Regions from separate parts of the Sus scrofa genome. Here region 2 is linked to region 1. The links are chromatin contacts, called in public HiChIP or PLAC-seq maps. All regions are on one chromosome and are shown on one strand. Each heading gives the region's core, a stretch centred on a gene start, on an enhancer-like site or on the middle of the called end of the contact. The rest is flanking DNA. Distances are from core to core; before and after follow the strand shown.

Region 1 (4,691 bases), core at 1,208-3,707:
AAAAAGCGGAGCAGATCTACGAGAATGTTGTTATGAAGGACTCTAGCTGGAGAAGGAAGCCTCGATGTCCCTTTTGGGGCAGGGCCTGGGTCTGACCGTACAGACCCAGCTGACAGTGGGGTCACCCCCAGCACCACCACGGTGCACTGACAATGCATTTACTCGCTGAACAGACTGCACAGCACAGCTTAGCCGGGCCCACCTTAAGCCTGGGCAGATCCTCATCGTTTACCACAAAGACTACTTTACCAGAAGTGTTGACTCCCCCACGTAAGGAATCCTGTGCTGAGAACGTCTGCCCTCCTGGTCTTAGGACCGACTGGGGGCTGCGCTCACTGCTGACCAGCGTCATGAGAGGGTAGCACACACATCACTGGCCAGGAGAAGGCAAACCCCCAAATTCCAGGTGTGGGTTCTACTGAGGGGGTGCTGCTCTCACACCTTTTTTTTTTTTTTGCCTTTTCTATGCACCCGTGGCATATGGAGGTTCCCAGGCTAGGGGTCCAATCGGAGCTGTAGCCCCTAGCCGACGCCAGAGCCACAGCAAAGCGGGATCTGAGCCGCATCTGCGACCTACACTACAGGTCACGGCAACGCCAGGGATTGAACCCAAAACCTCACGGTTCCTAGTTGGATTTGTTAACCCCTGTGCCACGATGGGAACTACGGGAACTCCTCTCGAACCACTTTTCAGTCCGTCTGCACTTACGGTCCGTCACAGCCTGAGGCCACTGCTCAAGAACACAGCTCCCCCGGGTCAGGGTGAGGCATTTTCTGTCACTCTCTTTTCTCTTGCTGGACTGTGAGCTCTTTGAGGACAGAAACCATGTCCGACCCCTTTTGGAATACCCAGGGTTTAACACAAGGTGGCTCTTAAGGAAGGTCTGCTGAGTAAACATTAAGGTCAAAGGACTATAACTATGGAGTGAGTCAAAAGTTTTTCAGTCACTGGGAGCAAAATGGAGGTGCGGGTGGAAATGAGAAAGGGGTCATTCCACTCAGGTCAGGCACTTCCCTGTTATGTCTTGCTTCCTCTTTCCCTCTCCTCCATCTTCCACGTACCAATTTCCTTTCTGATTATCTAATATATTGTCACAGGGAAAGAAAAGAAGTGCCAGGGAGGATAAGGCCCCAGGTGTTAAAACTTCAGTAGGTTCTGATATCAGAATGGTAGAATGCTATGGTTTCTTACAAAAACTCCCAAAGTAAGAAGACTTCATAATACACAAATGTTCCTTTACATTTATAAAGCATTTTTTAAAAGAGCCACACCTGTGGCATATGGATGTTCCCAGGCTAGGGGTCAAACTGCAGCTGCAGCTGCCAGTCTATGCCACAGCCACAGCAATCAGGACCTGGCCTTGTCTGCAACCTACATCACAGCTCACCGCAACACTGAGAGCAACCCACTGAGCAAGGCCAGGGATTGAACCCGTATCCTCACGGATACTAGTCAGGTTTGTTAATGCTGTCACGACAGGAACTCCCTCTAGAGCATTTTAATGCTCTTTCATGTATGGCATACATAATTTTATTTATATCTCAATGTCTAAAGCAAAAGTTTTTGTGCTATTTCTGCTTCTGACATACTAAAGACAGGAGTTCTCAACCAGGGTGACTTTGCCCCCCAGGGACATTAGGCAGTGCTCAGAGATGTTTTTAGCTGTCACAAGTGGAGAGGGTGTGTGGGTTTCTGGCATCCAGTGGTCAGGGCCAGGAATCTGCTAGGTATCCTACACCACACAGGACAGCCTCCCAGCAAACAGAAGTATACAGCCCCAAATGTTAGTTGTGCTCAGGCCGAGAAATCCTGCCCTAAAAGAATGAAGGAAAGAGGAAAGGGGGGAGATTGAGGGTTTTTCTTTAACCTAAAATCCTCACATCATGGATGACTTGTCTCTACATCATAGCACTGGTTTCTGGGTTTGGCAGTGATTGTTCAAAACATAGCAAAGCCTGGTTTGTCTACAAAGGGTTCTGTGGGTTGCAAGATACGGAACTTGCTTGCTTTAGAAATGCTTCTCCCCAAGGAGCACAAGGGGGCGTAAGAGCCCCATAGCACCAAGGTGTCCTCAGCCTTCTGACCACTGCCTCCAAGTCGGAAAAGAGAAACACTGCCCAGGTGTGAGAATTAATGCTCTCGGCCTGGAAGAACACTGCCTGCCTGACCTGCACAGTCCCGGCAGGACGTCATTGCTATTAAATGTGCTTGATAGTTATTTTCAGAGTGAAAGGAAGAGAGTCCTTGCCTACCTTTCTTCTCTTTAGTGTTCAGAGGTTGATGGGAGTTTCTAAACACCAAAATCATTCCCATTTAAAAGCTTATTACAGTTCTACCCCACTAAGGGGAGAGATTTACCCACTTAGGTGTAAACCAAACTGACAGGTAATGAAGGTGGAGCTCCAGCGTGCGACGGCCGTGAGATGTGCCCCAGTTCTGTGCTCACAGAGAGCCGGACTCTGCGTGTGCACACTGCGCCCTGTGCAACACCCTGCAGAGCCCAGGCCCGGGAAGGCAGTGTAGCAGATAGAAACCTTCTGAAAAGGGAATGGGTATGGGAACCTATCTACCAACCATTTCTGAAGATGGGATCTTTTACCTATCATTATGAAGGTGCCTCCAGGGAAGTTTTGAGTAGTACAAAATGTTCAGAGACATTCTGGGAGAAAAATCTTAGGTCAGTGGTTTTGAACCTTTCATTAATTTTCCCCCAATAGACTAATGTTTTGGAAGATGTTGTCTATCAAATTGCATGTTAAAAATAATATGTTCCATATGTGTGACTGCTGATCCAGATTTTATCCGAAGATCAGTCATTGTAAGAGGGTTCATATTATGAAATACACAAATCACTACTGCAGCTGTGATGCTAAGAAGCAACAAAGTTAAGTAATTGTATAGCAACTTGAGCCCTTCTTTTTGCTGCTAATCACCAATTCCGGCCATCTCTCTGTATCTATTCAGGATAGCTTTAGGTCATGGCTTTGCAACATTATTTCATTATCATTAGTGTTCCCCAAAGTTCAGAGTTATCAGCAACCAATCAGAGCTTCTAAACAGCTAAATTGTTTCATTAGACCAAGTTGATTTAATTCTAGTCAAATTCCAAAAGCCTCAATCCCCCACCTCCAAGTGTTAATATTCTATTTAGCAATTTTGGGAAATGTAAAAAAAATATTTAAAGACTACATATAGTTCATATTGTCTTAAGGGATTTTACAGAAAATTTTATTCTAGTGTATTATATATTTGGGTCTACAAACAGCTCATTTGGAATCCTGAGCAGTTATAGCAACCAAGTTAAGTAGAATTTAAAGAAAATCAAACGTGTTCTCAAATGCACACTGGTGGTATAATGGTGAGCATGGCTGCCTTCCAAGCTTGCTCTCTAGAATTTAGAAATGCACAGAATTTTAGAGCTGGAAAGAAACCTGGGAATCATATAATTTAATTTCCTCACTTTTTACATGAAAAAAAATAACCTCTTTGGATCTCTACTGACTTTAAGTCATTTGTGGCCATAGAGTCCAGTTTTCCCAATTCAGAGCTCATCCCACCCTATCTCAATGCTTTCTGGTGATGCAAACATTATCTTAGTACATACAATAGTTCTACATAAATAATTATATATTATTTATACCCACAGTAAGAAATGTTTTAAATTATGATCTAGTATCCACTCAACACACAACTGAACAAAAGTTTTATGAAACAAAATTTGTCCTAACTACATAATGTAATACACTTCCACTAAGTTGACTTCATGACCCAACAATGGGGCTCCTCTCACAGTTGAGAAAACAATGGTATCGATGATACAGGCTTATATAATTCTCTGGTTGTTTCATGTTGGGTAACGCTGCCTCCCCTCCCTCCAGACGAGGCTGTCAACGCAAGGATATGTCTTATAGCAGCTTCTCCATAAACACTTGCTGAAGTACAATAATGCTTTGGACCATCGAAAACATCATCTAAATTTTTTTGGTTCATGGATTGTAGTGGCAAGACAAAAAAAAAAAAAAAAGAACCCTGGACAAAACTCCCAATCTCTCTCTCTCTCCTGCACCAAGCCCTTGGTGCTCGAGGAGGAGAAGGTATGTATTTGGGGAAGGAACAACGGGTAGAGCACTCTGATTAGAGAAGAACAAGGTGCTATTTTTCTTTTCTTTCAAAAAAATCTCAGGGTTTAAAATCTAAGTGAGGAAATAACACATTCCTGGATTAGAAGAAAAGTTTTTCAAGAATCAATACATGACAAATATCATTCAGGAATTTCTGAAGATTCCTCACAAAAGCGAGTGTGGCAGGGATCCCCTTGGCTGTTAGAAGCAATTAATACTCTCCTCTTGTCAGGTCTCTCTGAAACCTGCGCACAATCTCTTTTCTTTCATCCTGTGCCTAAGTGACTTCTCCAACACAGTAGAAAGGAAAATGATATGAAATTTACCCCTTTGAATTCTTTTACTTGCTAACAATTATTCTATTCAGTCTTTGTTTCGTTCCCACTATGTACCAAGCCAGATGCCCTAGGCCCTGAGTGACACAGTGGTGGGGGCGGGGGTGGCCAGCCAGACCTGGTCTGCCCTTACGGAGGGTTACAATCGAGAGCAGAATGTGTAAGAGGCATCTGTATTCTTTTTGTCATATTAATTCATTCTGTCTCACCATTTCTTATACTAAAAATGACAGA
Region 2 (4,691 bases), core at 1,468-3,967, 200 kb after region 1:
ATGGAGGTTCCCAGGGGTTTAATGGGAGCTACAGCTGCAGGCCTACACCATAGCTCACGGCAATGTTGGATCTTTAACCCACTAAGTGAGGCCAGGGATCAATCGAATCCGAAACCTCATGGTTCCTAGTTGGATTCGTTTCCGCTGTGCCGCAACAGGAACTCCCTATACCCTATTTTAAAGGTGAGAAAATGGAACCTTAGAGAGAATGGGCTACTTGAAACTACAGAGCTAATAAGAACTAGAACTCAAATGAAAATCCATATATATAATCCATTTGTTTATATATACATATATATATATATAAAATCCATATATATCCATTTATATATTTTTGGTTGCATCAGAGACATGCAGAAGGTTCCCTGGCTAGGGAATGAACCTGTGCCACAGAGGTAACCAGAGCCACAGCAACGACCACACTGGATCCTTCACCTGTTGAGCCACCAAGGAACTCTGAAAACCTCTGTCTTATTATATCTAGTCCAGAGTGTTTATTTCGTCTTTTTAGGGCCATACCTGCAGTATATGGAGGTTTCCAGGCTACAACTCCCAGAGTGTTTATTTTTAATTTAAACTAAAAATCAGCCCAAATATTTCTTTTTTCTTTTGTCATTTTAGGGCTGCACCCATGGTATATAGAGGGTCCCAGGCTAGGGGTCTAATCAGAGCTGTAGCCACCAGCCTACACCAGAGTTACAGCCATGCCAGATCCAAGCCGCGTCTGTGACCTACACCACAGCTCATGGCAGTGCCAGATCCTCAACCCACTGAGCAAGGCCAGGGATCGAACCCGCAACCTCATGGTTCCCAGTTGGATTCGTTAACCACTGCGCCACGATGGGAACTCTCCCCCAGTGGTATCATTTTAAGGGGGATTTATATTCATGAATTCAGTATAACCTTTGGGAGTTTTGATTGAATTTATGGTTTGATAACAAGTCTGGTTGCCAAGATATTTATGCCAATTCTAGACAGAACTTGCAAATAAATATCTTCGATAAATTAATTATAAATGAAACCATAATTTGCCTTACTGTAAACTTCCAAGTGAGGTACTGGTTCTTTTAATATTTTTCCTCTACCAAGGAATTATTTTCCCCTTGAAATGATTATATTACATTTAATTCCAACAAACTATCTATGACTTATCAATTAGTAACAGGATTAATACACCTGCCAAGTAAAATTATCAAGTATTATTCCAAGCTTCAGGGCTGTGGAATGTCAGTAATAACAGAGGACCTGCCACTTAGGCCCCAGTCCTACCATGACTTGTAACACACTATGCATACACAAGCCAGGGGATAAGGGTTTGTTTTTTCCTGCACTTATGGGTGACATAATAGTAGTCTGAGGTTTTATCTAAAGAGTACTAGTACTGACTGGCATAGGAGGGAATACATTAGGATCTAAATATCTAGGGTAGATGGTTCTCCCTTGTCCCTTACTTGGGACTTTTCATATACACTGCAATTTTCAGGTTTGGTAGCATAAGATCCTACATAATATAATTCTAGCCACTGAGTCCTGTACAACACACTATTCATAGAGTCTTGGGAAAAGAAGAGAAAAAAATTAATCACCCTTGCAAACAGATATAGTAGGGCATTTTCTAAAACAATATTTAAGTCTATAGGCCCAAACTTGTAATACAGGAAAAAGCCAAGCATATAGCAGGGAAAATCAAGTGGGTGACAGGTGGTAATTCAATTATAGTATGTTCTTGAAAGAGGCTTAAGTACAGAAAAACATCCAAACCATACCTACTAAAACAGGCATTTTGCTACAGGACTTAGTTATCAGAACATTTTCCAAACACTACTATTATCAGGAATATCAGCAGGCCTTACTAACATTGCCTATTAACATCCTGGGGGACCAGTTTGAGAAACAGCATTGTTGGTTCTATGGAGCACAAAACCTGATATCCCAAAGAATCAAGTAAAGTACAGAGAGGAAAAGACATTTTTTCCACATTGGGAGAGTACATTGTTAGTGCTCTTTTTTTTTTTTTTTTTTTTTTTTTTTTTTTTTTTGTCTTTTTGCCTTTTCTAGGGCTGCTCCTGAGGCATATGGAGGTTCCCAGGCTAGGGGTAGAATGGGAGCTGTAGTCGCCGGCTTACACCACAGCCACAGCAACACAGGATGCCAGCCACATCTGCAACCTACACCACAGCTCATGGCAGTGCCAGATCCTCAACCCACTGAGCAAGGCCAGGGATCAAACCCGTAACCTCATGGTTCCTAGTCGGATTTGTTAACCACTGAGCCACGACGAGAACTCCATTGCTAGTGCTCTTAAAGTAATTCCCATTAATCCTGAAAATAGCACTGAAACTGCATAAAAAAGAAGGCAAAATGTTTCTTTAATAATTTTTTTTCATTCACATTATTATCTCTTCTAAGTTACTTGGATGCCACCATGATTAAAAACAAAAAACAACAACAAAAAACCCCCCAAAGCTCATCATCTCACAGATGCGCACAGTTTTTTTGGGCTGTGCTGGTGGTTTGCAGGCCAGGGATTGAACTCACATCACAGCAGTGACCTGAGCCACTGCAGTGACAACGCCAGATCCTTAACCTGCTGTACCACAAGGGAATTCCCTCATTACACATTTAATTGTCTGCTTTCACAATCTCTCAGATACAGTAACTGACAGACTGGGTTTTCCCACTGGCTATTGCAAAATGTAAATGAGTAATATTTTGTTTTATGGAGTTCCCGCTGTAGCGCAATGGAATTAGTGGAGCCCTGGGATGCAGATTCAACCCCCGGCCTGGCACAGTGGGTTAAGGATCCAGCGTTGCTGCAGCTACAGCATAGGTCACAACTGTGGCTTGGATCTGATTCCTGGCCCAGGATCTCCATATGCCATTGGGTGGCGAAAAAAGAAAAAAAAATTTTTTGTTTTAAAATGGAATTCTAAGGGAGTTCCCATCGTGGTGCAGTGGTTAACGAATCCGACTGGGAACCATGAGGTTTCGGGTTCGATCCCTGGCCTTGCTCAGTGGGTTAAGGATCTGGCGCTGCCATGAGTTGTGGTGTAGTTTGCAGATGTGGCTTGGCTCCTACGTTGCTGTGGCTGTGGTGTAGGCCAGCGGCTACAGCTCCGATTGGACCCCTCCGATTGGACCCCTAGCCTGGGAACCTCTATATGCCGCAGGAGTGGCCCTGGAAATAGCAAAAAAAGACAAAAAAATAAATAAAATGGAATTCTAAGTGTTAGTACTATTTAAAAAGAAAAAAAACATGGCTTTAATTTTCAAAAGGAGAAAAAAAGAATGCTAAATACTGTAGAATTTATGTAGACAAATAGGATATATATAGTCTCTGCATTCAAGTAGTGTGTGTGCATGTTAAAATTACTGACTTCCAAATAAAGTTGGAAGTATAACTGAGCAACAAGCTAATCAACAGGTGGGTCCAAACTAAGCAAAAAAAATCTATCACTGATTTACAGAGGAAGGACGCTAACTAGATATTTTAGAAGAAATCTAGCAAATACAAGTTCAAGTTTGATCAACTGTGGTCTTTTCTCTAATCTTCATATAGAATTCTTTAATATCTACTATAAAATATCTAGTCTGCCTAATACTTAATATAAAACACCATGCACAGACCTATTTGGTTAAGGGGACTTACCTTCATCTCGAGTGTACTCTTCCCCTGAATGAGGTTCAAATAAATAGTCGCCTGTGGCCAGTTCAAAGGCCTAAGAAAAAGAAGAAAGTTTATGATAGTGTTAAAAAAAGGCCTTTGGGAAGTTTAAAGCTATTTGGTTCAATATTAACTAATTTTTTCCTCTTGGAAAAACCCACAAAAAATCATATAAAAAATCACCTAAGATTACTCCTAAAGAGCTTTCCTTCCATACCAGTACCGCAATAAAATGGAATTAGGAAAATTTCAAAAACTCAGTTAATATCAATATGCGGATTATTCAAAGCTCCCTACACCCTAATCTCTCGATGAGTGATTCTGCTTGAGTTTCTCTTTCTGCTCAGAGAGGGACAGATCTCAGGTGATTCTAAATTATCCATAAAATAAGCAGGTCTTATATTCTTATAATTTCACACAGTTAGATTTTGTACTCATAATAAAAACCAAAAAAATTGACATTTTTCTACCTATGACTCTTCAGTGTTTGTCATTTGTACATTAAAAAATTTTTGCTACACTGTCCTAGATAGAGAGTCTCCAATTTCTAGGTCTACAGAAAATCAGAAAAAGGTTAACTGTACATGGAGAGAGGAACTACTCATATTGACAGCAGGTTTGTATTCAGCAACCAGGAAAAGAAAGGCCTGAATCTCCTAAAACAAGAAAACCTCTTGTAAATAGTGTTTCAGAGAGTATGAAAAAGGGATTTCCTTACCAATAAATGTCAATCAGTATAGCACAGCATTTGATTGGTGGGGCTACATTAATTTTTCACTGATTAAAAATAGAAGAAGTAATTTAACAGCAGTTTTAAAAAGAACCTCATTGATATACTAGCCATGGGTCAATTTTGGTTAATGCAATGGTACCAAGTAGCCCAGACAATCTGAGTAACTCTGGGTTGGACTGAGTTGGGGTACATTCTCAATTTAGACCCAGGTCTAGGTCTTGGTGGCTTGTCAATGTTACAACAGAACAATCTTTCTCAAAAATGTATCACGTGGGCTATACTACCATCCAGAGC

What was found. HiChIP or PLAC-seq counts read pairs in DNA pulled down with a chosen protein or histone mark.
Region 2: an H3K27ac HiChIP or PLAC-seq map of alveolar macrophages shows a contact between it and region 1. The contact joins two enhancer-like sites. A contact is called at or near these places in 5 of 47 Hi-C or Micro-C datasets (embryonic fibroblasts, fetal heart ventricle, mesenchymal stem cells and 1 more) and 2 of 2 datasets of contacts at active chromatin or transcription factors (alveolar macrophages and skeletal muscle).

The regions. Positions count from the first base shown.
Region 1 is chr7:31,450,349-31,455,039 of Sscrofa11.1, forward strand. The region is part of intron 9 of FKBP5 (FK506 binding protein 5); the gene reads right to left. Among named protein-coding and RNA genes, the nearest start is that of TULP1, 73 kb to the left of the region's middle. Within about 2 kb of position 2,458, at least 10 of the 83 cell types and tissues checked have an H3K27ac peak or open chromatin away from gene starts, as enhancers often do. A contact at or near this core is called in alveolar macrophages, where this site is marked.
Region 2 is chr7:31,650,979-31,655,669 of Sscrofa11.1, forward strand. It overlaps SRPK1 (SRSF protein kinase 1), which reads right to left. Exons shown (of 16, transcript NM_001144113.1): 14 at 3,650-3,719. Among named protein-coding and RNA genes, the nearest start is that of LHFPL5, 29 kb to the left of the region's middle. Within about 2 kb of position 2,718, at least 2 of the 83 cell types and tissues checked have an H3K27ac peak or open chromatin away from gene starts, as enhancers often do. A contact at or near this core is called in alveolar macrophages, where this site is marked.